Linked DNA regions of Mus musculus: region 2 is linked to region 1. Evidence: chromatin contacts called from public HiChIP or PLAC-seq data. All regions are on one chromosome and are shown on one strand. The core of a region is the stretch at or near the end of the contact, and the rest is flanking DNA. Distances in the headings are between cores, read along the strand shown.

Region 1 (4,204 bases), core at 954-3,453:
TTTGCCCTTCATGCAAGAAACACTTGATTTGGGCTGGAGAGATGGCTAGGCCGCTAAGAGCACTGACTGCTTTTCCGAAGGTCTTGGGTTCAAATCCCAGCAACCACATGGTGGCTCAGACCCATCCATAATAAGATCTGATGGCCTTTTCTGCAGTGTCTGAAGACAGCCAGTTATCACACTTGAAGCAGGTCCAGGTGGAGTCTGTTACACATAATAAATAAATAAATCTTAAAAGAAAGAAAGAAGGAAAGAAACTCTTGATTCAATCCCAGGCACCACATAAATGGTGTGATGGTACAGATGTGTAATTCAGCACTCAAGGGGTAGAAAACAGGAGTATTATAGATGAATATCAAGGTCCAACTAAATGCCCACTGGGATCTCCAGTTTCTTCTGCCTCAGAACAAAGAATTGAGACAGGGATATGTGGATAGTGGTAGAAACAGAAACTGCTACTACATACATACATACACACGTTTTGTTTTAGAAAAAAGTTTTTTTTGTGTGTAGTCTTATAAACCAGGCTGGCCTACTACTCATGAGATCCACCTGCCTCTGCCTCCTGAGTGCTGGGATTAAAGGCGTGAATGAACCACCACTGCCAGCTACAGAAACTGTTTATTAAGAGAGTACCTCAAATCAAAATGGGCCAGGGCTGGAAAGGTTAGAAGTTCAATGGAATCTGTTCCTATTGAATTGGGACATTTATATCTCTTGTTTAACAAAGCTTTTTATTTATTTATTTTTAATGCCAAATGGCCTCTGTATCAATTAAGAATGACAGAGGTGATTTATCTGTTACGTAGACAGCCACCCTGGGCTACTCCATGGTGATCTTGATGGCTTTGTTTGGGGCAGAGGTTGTCAGTCTTCCACCACCAGCTGCCACAGAGGGTCCTATCATCGGCCTTATGTCAGACCCAGAAGGTCTGAGAGATTTTTCTGCGGAGGAGGAATTCTGGGGAGCTGAGGTACCTTTGCAAGGCAGGGTAGAGCAGTCAACCCGTGTCCACAGTTTGGACTGGGCTCTGGCAGTGGGTGAGGGATGGGGTAGTTCTTTGCCAAGTGGCCAGTTAGCATCTGGGAAGCAGGTCCAGGTGGAGTCTGTTACTGCTCATCTTCCTCAGCTGAGGCTAGCAGAGCTGGTATTGTCTGCCGGGGGAAGCCATTTTCATGAAACACCTTAAAATGTCAGTCAGAAGCCGGGCGTGGTGGCACACGCCTTTAATCCCAGCACTTGGGAGGCAGAGACAGGCAGATTTCTGAGTTCGAGGCCAAGCCTGGTCTACAGAGTGAGTTCCAGGACAGCCAGGGTTATACAGAGAAACCCTGTCCCGAAAAACAAAACAAAACAAAAAAAAAATAAATAAATAAGTAAATAAATAAAATAAAAATGTCAGTCAGCAGATCTCTTTGAGGGGTTTGAGAGCCATCATATAATCTATTATGTATACCCCTAATTAAAAAAAAAATGTTGCATTTAATTACTTTTTTTACGCTTAACCTTGACAAAATAGACACAGCAAAAGCTTGTCTCTGTAAATGAATTACATTTGTACCTAGCACGACTACAAACCATTCTGAGCACAGGAAAGAATTTGATCATTTATAAGGTGACTGGCCATTAACTTTATGTCGTAATTACTTTACAAGTTAGCTTTTTTTTTTTTTAATCCCGGGTAAGTTTATATGACTCATTCTATCCCAATAGCTGTTGCCAGTTCTTTTAGCTGTCTTTAAGGACCATTATATTTTCTTTCTTTCGTGCAGTTTATTTTTGTTAGTTCATCAATAAAAACCTCTTCAAGTCTCAAAGTCAAACCTATCGGAGGCAAAGTGCTTGGTTTAAGGACCTTTTTTTTCTGGCGTTTGAAGCCTAGATGGCGGGAAGCCGCCGGCAGGGAGCCAAAGGGCCCTTCCGCCTCCACGCGCCAAAATTCCAAACAAGACGCTGCACCGCTCTCTCCGTCTCCTTCCACTGAGGGCGGAGAGCCGGAACTACAGCTGGAAGAACGACGTCGCAAATTCCTGTGAGGGGGCTCGACGCGGTTCGCTGGCGCCTCGGTTCGCGTCGGCTCCGGTTCCCGCGCTCTTCGGATTGGAGGAGAATTTCGGGTTCGTCGATCTGGGGGTGGGGTCAGGAGGCGTGGCCGGCGGCGGAGGGATTCGGCGCGCGTACGCTGCGGCCGCTGGGCGCGCAGTTTGTGGCGCCAGAATTCAGAGCGCGTGAGCGCCTGAGCAGCCTCCTCCGGAGCCAGGTTCTCCACTTCCCCCGCCTCGGGTTCCGGCTTCTGCAAGCGGGGCACCATGGTGGTCCTCCGCAGCAGCCTGGAGCTGCACAGTCGCTCCACCACCTCCTCGGCCACCGACTCTCTGGACCTGTCCAGTGAGTTCCTCAGCCTGCAGGACAGCGGCGGGAGGCGGCCCAGATTGCGCCGAGCCGGGAGGAAATCGACGGCGTCCAAGGCGGCGGGCGTGAGTACCGACCTAGGGCGGGGAGCTTTGGGCCCCGGGTTGGAGACGCGCGCCCCGCTCTGGGGTAGTGGGCTGTCGTGGACCAGCGAGGTGGAAGGTTCTGGAAAGACAGAACTGGCTGGAAGCGGGCAGAGCAAGTTGGTCGCCACCTCTTTCTACGCAAGAGGAAACCTAGAGCCGAAGCGCTGCGTAGGGCCGAGCGGAGGAGCTTTGGGCCGACCTTGTGCTCCCCCCATCACCTCCTTCCCGGTTCCTTCCCCGGGTCGCGTCAGTCAGGGGAGTGCGAACCCCCTGACTGCTGGAGCGCGTGCACGGGAGCATCTTGAGTTGTGGGCCCAGACAGTAAAGAGTCCACTGACCTCCATGTACGGTCCAGGGAGGTTCCATCGTGAGACTCAAGCGAAGTAAAATATCAGGTTGCATAATATGGAGGGACGAACGGCGACATTGCGTGGTTGCACTTTAAGTCTCTTGACAAGCCTTAGAGGACCTTCTGGTTGGTGGTTATCGGTGTGACAGATGAAGACATGGGCTCCAGAAAGGTAAACAGAGAGTGGTAGACAGTTCTGGAATTGGAACTTCGGTTTTTTGTGCCTCCCACAGCTTTCCTTTTCTGGCAGCTTCATGCTGCATTTACAGTCTCTGTAGTGGGAGGTTTGCAAATGCTTCTTGCCCATCACTGGGACCAGTGCGGAGAGATTACACATCGCCCGGCTTCGGCGGTGGTGGAAGGGGGACAGCGGGGACAGCGTTCACCAAAAAGGTTGAGGTTGAGGAAGAAACACTAAAGTTTCCGAAACCGGTAGTGATGGTCCGGTTGCAGTGAGGGAGTAGGAAAACAGACGCGTAGCTGGTCAGGAGACTGGAAGTCTGATCAGGAGCGCTGCGCTGGGAGTGACACAGCAGTGTCCACTTAGTTCAGACAACCCTAATCTTGTATTGGCACTATATAAAGTGAATCACTTGTAGACAGACGTAGCTTCCTTGGGGACTGGGATGAAACAGTCTTCGTTTGTTTGCTTTGTTTTGGTTTGGTTTTTTTTTTTTTTTTTTTTTTTTTTTTTTTTTTTTTGAGACAGGGTTTCTCTGTGTAGCCCTGGCTGTCCTGGAACTCACTTTGTAGACCAGGCTGGCCTCGAACTCAGAAATCCGCTTGCTTCTGCCTCCTGAGTGCTGGTATCAAAGGCGTGCGTCACCACACCCGGCTTATATTTTTGAAATGAAGTCCTCCCTTCTATAAATCAAGGTATTTTTGTAGAGCTTCTAATTAGAGGCTAATTAGGGGTGTTATATCGGATTTTCCTCAAGGACGACAGATTCATATTACAAAACACCATCTATACCAAGCATAAAATAGCTTTGTATTTGAAAAGTTTTATAAACTGGGGGCTTTATATTTAGTCCCATGTAAGTAAAAATGTATGTTTCAAAAACTTAACTCTCAGCCAGGCGTGGTGGCGCACGCCTTTAATGAGGCCAGCCTGGTCTACAGAGTGAGTTCCAGGTCAGCCAGGGCTACACAGAAAAACCCTGTCTCCAAAATCAAAAAACAAAAAAACTTAACTCTCTGCTTACCCTAGTCTTTGAATATTTCTTAATTTCCAGTCACATATTTTTCAACAGATGGTAGAGATACAGATACAGATGGTACTTTGGATGGTAAAATTTATTCACTTTAAATTCATTATTGTGATTTTTCTTGGTTTAATGTTGGAGACAGACCTTA
Region 2 (4,323 bases), core at 147-2,646, 1.2 Mb before region 1:
TAAGTTGGCCTCGGGAATTCTCAGCCTCTACGACATCAGTTTCTGATGCTTTTGAAACTACATAGATATAGTATTTCATTTATTGACATCTGAACATTCTAACACTATTCCTTGGGGATTGGTTTAACCTAGGGTTTGGAGGTTTAACACCTCCCCCAGGGAACTTCTAACATCACGTGGGGGCATTTTTGACTGTGGCACTGGAGGGGGGTTGGGGGGTGTCACAGACCAGCATCTATGGAATTGATAGAATTCTAGCAAGTACAGTACAGTCTCTCACCACAAGGAATCATCTGAAGACAAAGCGTAATCATCACATTAGTTAAGAAACACTGATTTACACCAACCCCTTCTTGGATCCTCTTTCCAATAACACCGATCTTTTTGTTACCAGTACCTATAGCCTCCAAGACAATCTACAACAAAGTTAAGCACTTCCTGAAGTCTCACCAAGTTATTGGGCTCAGCACACTATTTTGCTTCCCTTATATTCATGAAAGAGTTGCTGTCAAGTTAAGCCAGTTTTAAATAGGAAAACACGTTTCTGCACAGCATTACAGTAGGCATAGAGCAAACCAAAAGTTCGACCGCCTTTAAATCCAAGGTGATCTCATACGACAAGAGTTGAAGTGTCTCCGTTTTCAGCATGCATACACCCTTCTCTCTGAAACCTTCCCTCGCCCACGGCTCCTCCTCTTCCACACGCCTTCTCAGTTCCTAACACACATCTCTACTATATAACTTAATACGGCTAATTGCCGACTTCTACCATTCCTTCATGCTGGGATCTCCTTAAACTGGAACATGCATTAGAAGATATAAAACGTCGCCTCACAAAAATGAAATGAGCAGGACTAAATCCGTTAAGTTACCAAAGTAATAATAAAAACTACTACCATTTCCGGGTCACCACCAACATGCCCGTGCCCAAGAAGGTTGCCTCCCGCCCCGCTTCCCCCCTCTTTTTTCACACCGAGGCTACCACATCCCTTCACCTGCAGAAGTGAAATGGCACCTGTGGCCTTGAGTCCATCTGAGCTACCTGTTCATGCCTCAGTTTCAAAAGTCAGTTCTAAACAGTTTGTTTTGTTTTGATCACATAACCTGTGATCATATGTGAGCATAACCCGCCTCCGTCTAGTTGCTGCGGGTGAAGAGGCTCAGGCCCAGGTCCCCAGAGCACAGAGGGAGGCGACAACGCCGGCTAGACCCCTATCACGGTTCCTCCTGGATCTTACCTGGCTGTCCCACCTAGCTCGGTGATATCTAGCCGAACGTCGCACGCCCAGACCCCGACTCCTTTCCTCAGCCCACTTCTGTGGCTGAAACGACCCGCGCGCGCTCTGCGTCATCACTTGGCGCCCGCGAGCGATCACATGATGCCCGGGCCCGGGCCGCCGCCCCTTGGTCACGTGACGGGCTAGGGACTCCAGGACAGAAACCCGGGTCCCGGCAGCTGACGCTCTGCGGCCCGGGACTCTAGGGGGATCCCTGGGGTGGGAGACGGGGACCGGGGCGCCCAGTCCACGCGGCCAGCGTCGGACGGCTGACAGGTGAGTCGGAGGCGGGCCTGCGGGTTCGAGGTCCATTCCTTCCCCCGTGGGCCACGTCCGGTACTGTCCCCGGAGCCAACGGGAAAACCTAGGGCTTGCAGGGTTGGGGTTGCACGCCTGATGTTCACCCACGCCTTCATGGAAATCGCTCTTGCATGCTTCTTTGAAGCTTTTGGGGTGATGCTCAGCTACTTGGCCCATAGCTGAGCTTGCAAGTTTCTCGGAGCGGTGCCTTGCTAATGTGGCTGATCTTGCACTTACTCTCCAGAAAATCAAGTAGTCACTGGAGTGATGATGGGCGAGAGCGCGCGGGGGGGTGGGGGGGGGGGTGGGGGGGGGAATAAAAGTCCTGTCGCTCACTGTGAGTTTGTGCAAGTCGTTCCTCTATACCCTAGTCTCCCTCACCTGAGACATGGTGCTGTAGTCCTTGTATTGGGGGCAGGTAGTTCTACTGGGTCCTGATTCTTCTATGATAGGAAATTTAAAAGTTGGACTCATAAAAAAAGAAAAGAAAAGTTGGACTCTTGATTTCTATATAGATGAGGGATAGTGAAGGAGTTTTATTATCTCTAACCACAGCCAGGGACTCTTTCCTTAGGTCTGCTGTTCTCACTTGTGGGTTTCATGACCCCTTTAGCAAACCTGTTTCCATAAACGTTTACATTATGATTCTTAACAGTAGCAAAATTATAGTTACTAAGTATCAATGAAAATGATTTTATGGTTGGGGTCACCACAACATGTATTAAAAGGTCAGGAAGGAAAGTTGTCTTAGATGTTAAGAATTAATGAATCAGGACTTGAGAGATGGGCCCAGTGGCTAAGACTGTTTGTTTTTCCTGAGGCCCCGGGTTCAATTCTAAGTACCCATGTGGTGACTCTCAACTATCTATAACTCCAGATCCAGGGGATCCAACACCCTCAGACATCCATGCAGGCAAAACACCAATGGACACAAAATAAATATAATTTTAAAAATTCATGAGTCACATTGGGGTGATCCAGCTTATTCCAGAACTTTTCTGGGACAGCCTCTGTTATGGATTTGAGACTGCTTTCTTTAGGGATCTGAGGTTTTGTGAAAAGAAGAAAAAATCCATCTGCTTTTGTCCTCTACACTTTAATTTTCTAAAGATATTTTGTTCTGTACTTACTGGGTAACAGATGCCATTCTTGAAAACACGTTCCTTTGACAAGGGGTTCTTCCTATTTAAAAAAAAAAAAAAAAAAAAAAAGTTACATGCCAAGATCCTAAAACTAAAGCTGCCATACTTTGTAACCTATAAAGTAATATTAAGAAGGGAATTAAGATCTGTGGTTCTGTTCCGTGCCATTAACAATTCAGTTCAACCCAGAGTTAGAGTACTGGTGTTTGCAAGTGCTCTTTGTATGTGTTGGCTAACTTATGTCTCCTGCTCTCAGTAGTGTATAGACATCATGATAACTGGAGCTCAGGGTTCTGCACTACTGTATCTTCAGATCCTAAAACAGTGCTTGGTCTGCAGCTAAGGCCACACTATTAAATTATTTATCAGTTGAGTGTTAGAAGGCTAATATGAAAGTAGAGGTTGTCATTTTTCAAAACGTTTTATTATTTGTGAATCATCACAAATCACATCATGCATCCCAGTCCCACTTATCTCCTCATCCTCTCACCTTTTGCTCTTACAGCCCCTCCTCCAAAACACACACACAGCATAGAGAAACATCTCATTGTGGAAGCTGTAGTGTGTCTCACAGTATATCCCTCTCTCCACACATTTTCACTTGCAAATGTTCATCACAGTGAGTCATTGGTCTCTGGCCTCTGTGACACCATCAGTGTTGGATCCTCACTGGGACTCCTCCTGGTTATCCTGGTGTTGTTCTGTGGCCATTGATAAAACTTTAATAAGGTTCATCACTCAGAAACCCCAGAAGTATTCTATTTTATTCATCATCTCCCTAACTGTTGATAGCAACACAAAGGGACGTACAAATGTGAGTGCTCCTGATGCTGAAAACGAAGCTGGCTTCCTAGAAGGCGATGGATGACGATGTAGCTAAGTGGGTACAGTTTGTGACTCGCCCCATTTCCTTGCCCATCGTTTGGTTAGGCTGTTGCTTTCTTCGTCTACTTTCAAGATCCTGTGAACATTTCTGAACTCAATCCTCCTGTCCACCTTCTTGTTTCAAATCTGACTTCCAAATTATTTGTCCTAGAAAAGGTTTTAACTGTTATATTCTAAAGTGTCTTTTTTTTTTTTAATAGCTTCATGGTGACTTTCTCAAAATCTGGCTTCCTAGATCTTGAACCTACGAAATATCACCCAGCATAATCTGAACACTCACCCAGCAGTAGTCAGTAAAAGACCCAGCCTCTAGCAAATGGCTGGTCCCCTGTTTATCCTGACCACACTCTCTAGCACTCCTATCTTTTATGATTCTTTGCTCTGGGTCTTCCTGCCCAGCATACTGCAGGCTGCTCATAGGGGCAGAGATCACTTCTTATAGTCTTCATACTGACTCACGTTCCATGCAGATTAACACCATTTACCTCCTATATATTTACTGCAGATTTCCTCAAGACCAGTGTGGTGGTTTGAATAAAAATGGCTCCCTTAGGCATGTAGAGGGTGGCATTATTAGCAGGTGTGGCCTTGTTGGAGGAATTATGTCACTGGAGGCAGACTTTCAGAAGCTCAAGCTGTGTCTTCCTGCTGCCTCCAGATCCAGATGTAGAACTCGCAGCTACCTCTTCTCTGCAGCACCATGTCTGTCTGCCTATATG

The links. HiChIP or PLAC-seq counts read pairs in DNA pulled down with a chosen protein or histone mark.
Region 2: a contact with region 1 is called in an H3K4me3 HiChIP or PLAC-seq map of stem cell-derived neural progenitor cells, with 5 times the contacts expected there. The contact joins the promoter of Nsmce2 here to the promoter of Atad2 in region 1. A contact is called at or near these places in 3 of 39 promoter capture datasets (hematopoietic stem and progenitor cells, liver and pre-B cells), 1 of 484 Hi-C or Micro-C datasets (embryonic stem cells), 4 of 115 datasets of contacts at active chromatin or transcription factors (astrocytes, embryonic stem cells, pancreatic cancer cells and 1 more) and 1 of 9 other capture datasets (liver).

The regions. Positions count from the first base shown.
Region 1 is chr15:58,133,081-58,137,284 of GRCm38.p6, reverse strand. It overlaps Atad2 (ATPase family, AAA domain containing 2), which reads left to right and starts at 2,203. Exons shown (of 28, transcript NM_027435.2): 1 at 2,203-2,478. The coding sequence starts at 2,311.
Region 2 is chr15:59,371,271-59,375,593 of GRCm38.p6, reverse strand. Nsmce2 (NSE2/MMS21 homolog, SMC5-SMC6 complex SUMO ligase) reads right to left here and starts at 1,396. Exons shown (of 7, transcript NM_026746.3): 1 at 1,239-1,396. It overlaps Washc5 (WASH complex subunit 5), which reads left to right and starts at 1,407. Exons shown (of 29, transcript NM_153548.3): 1 at 1,407-1,553.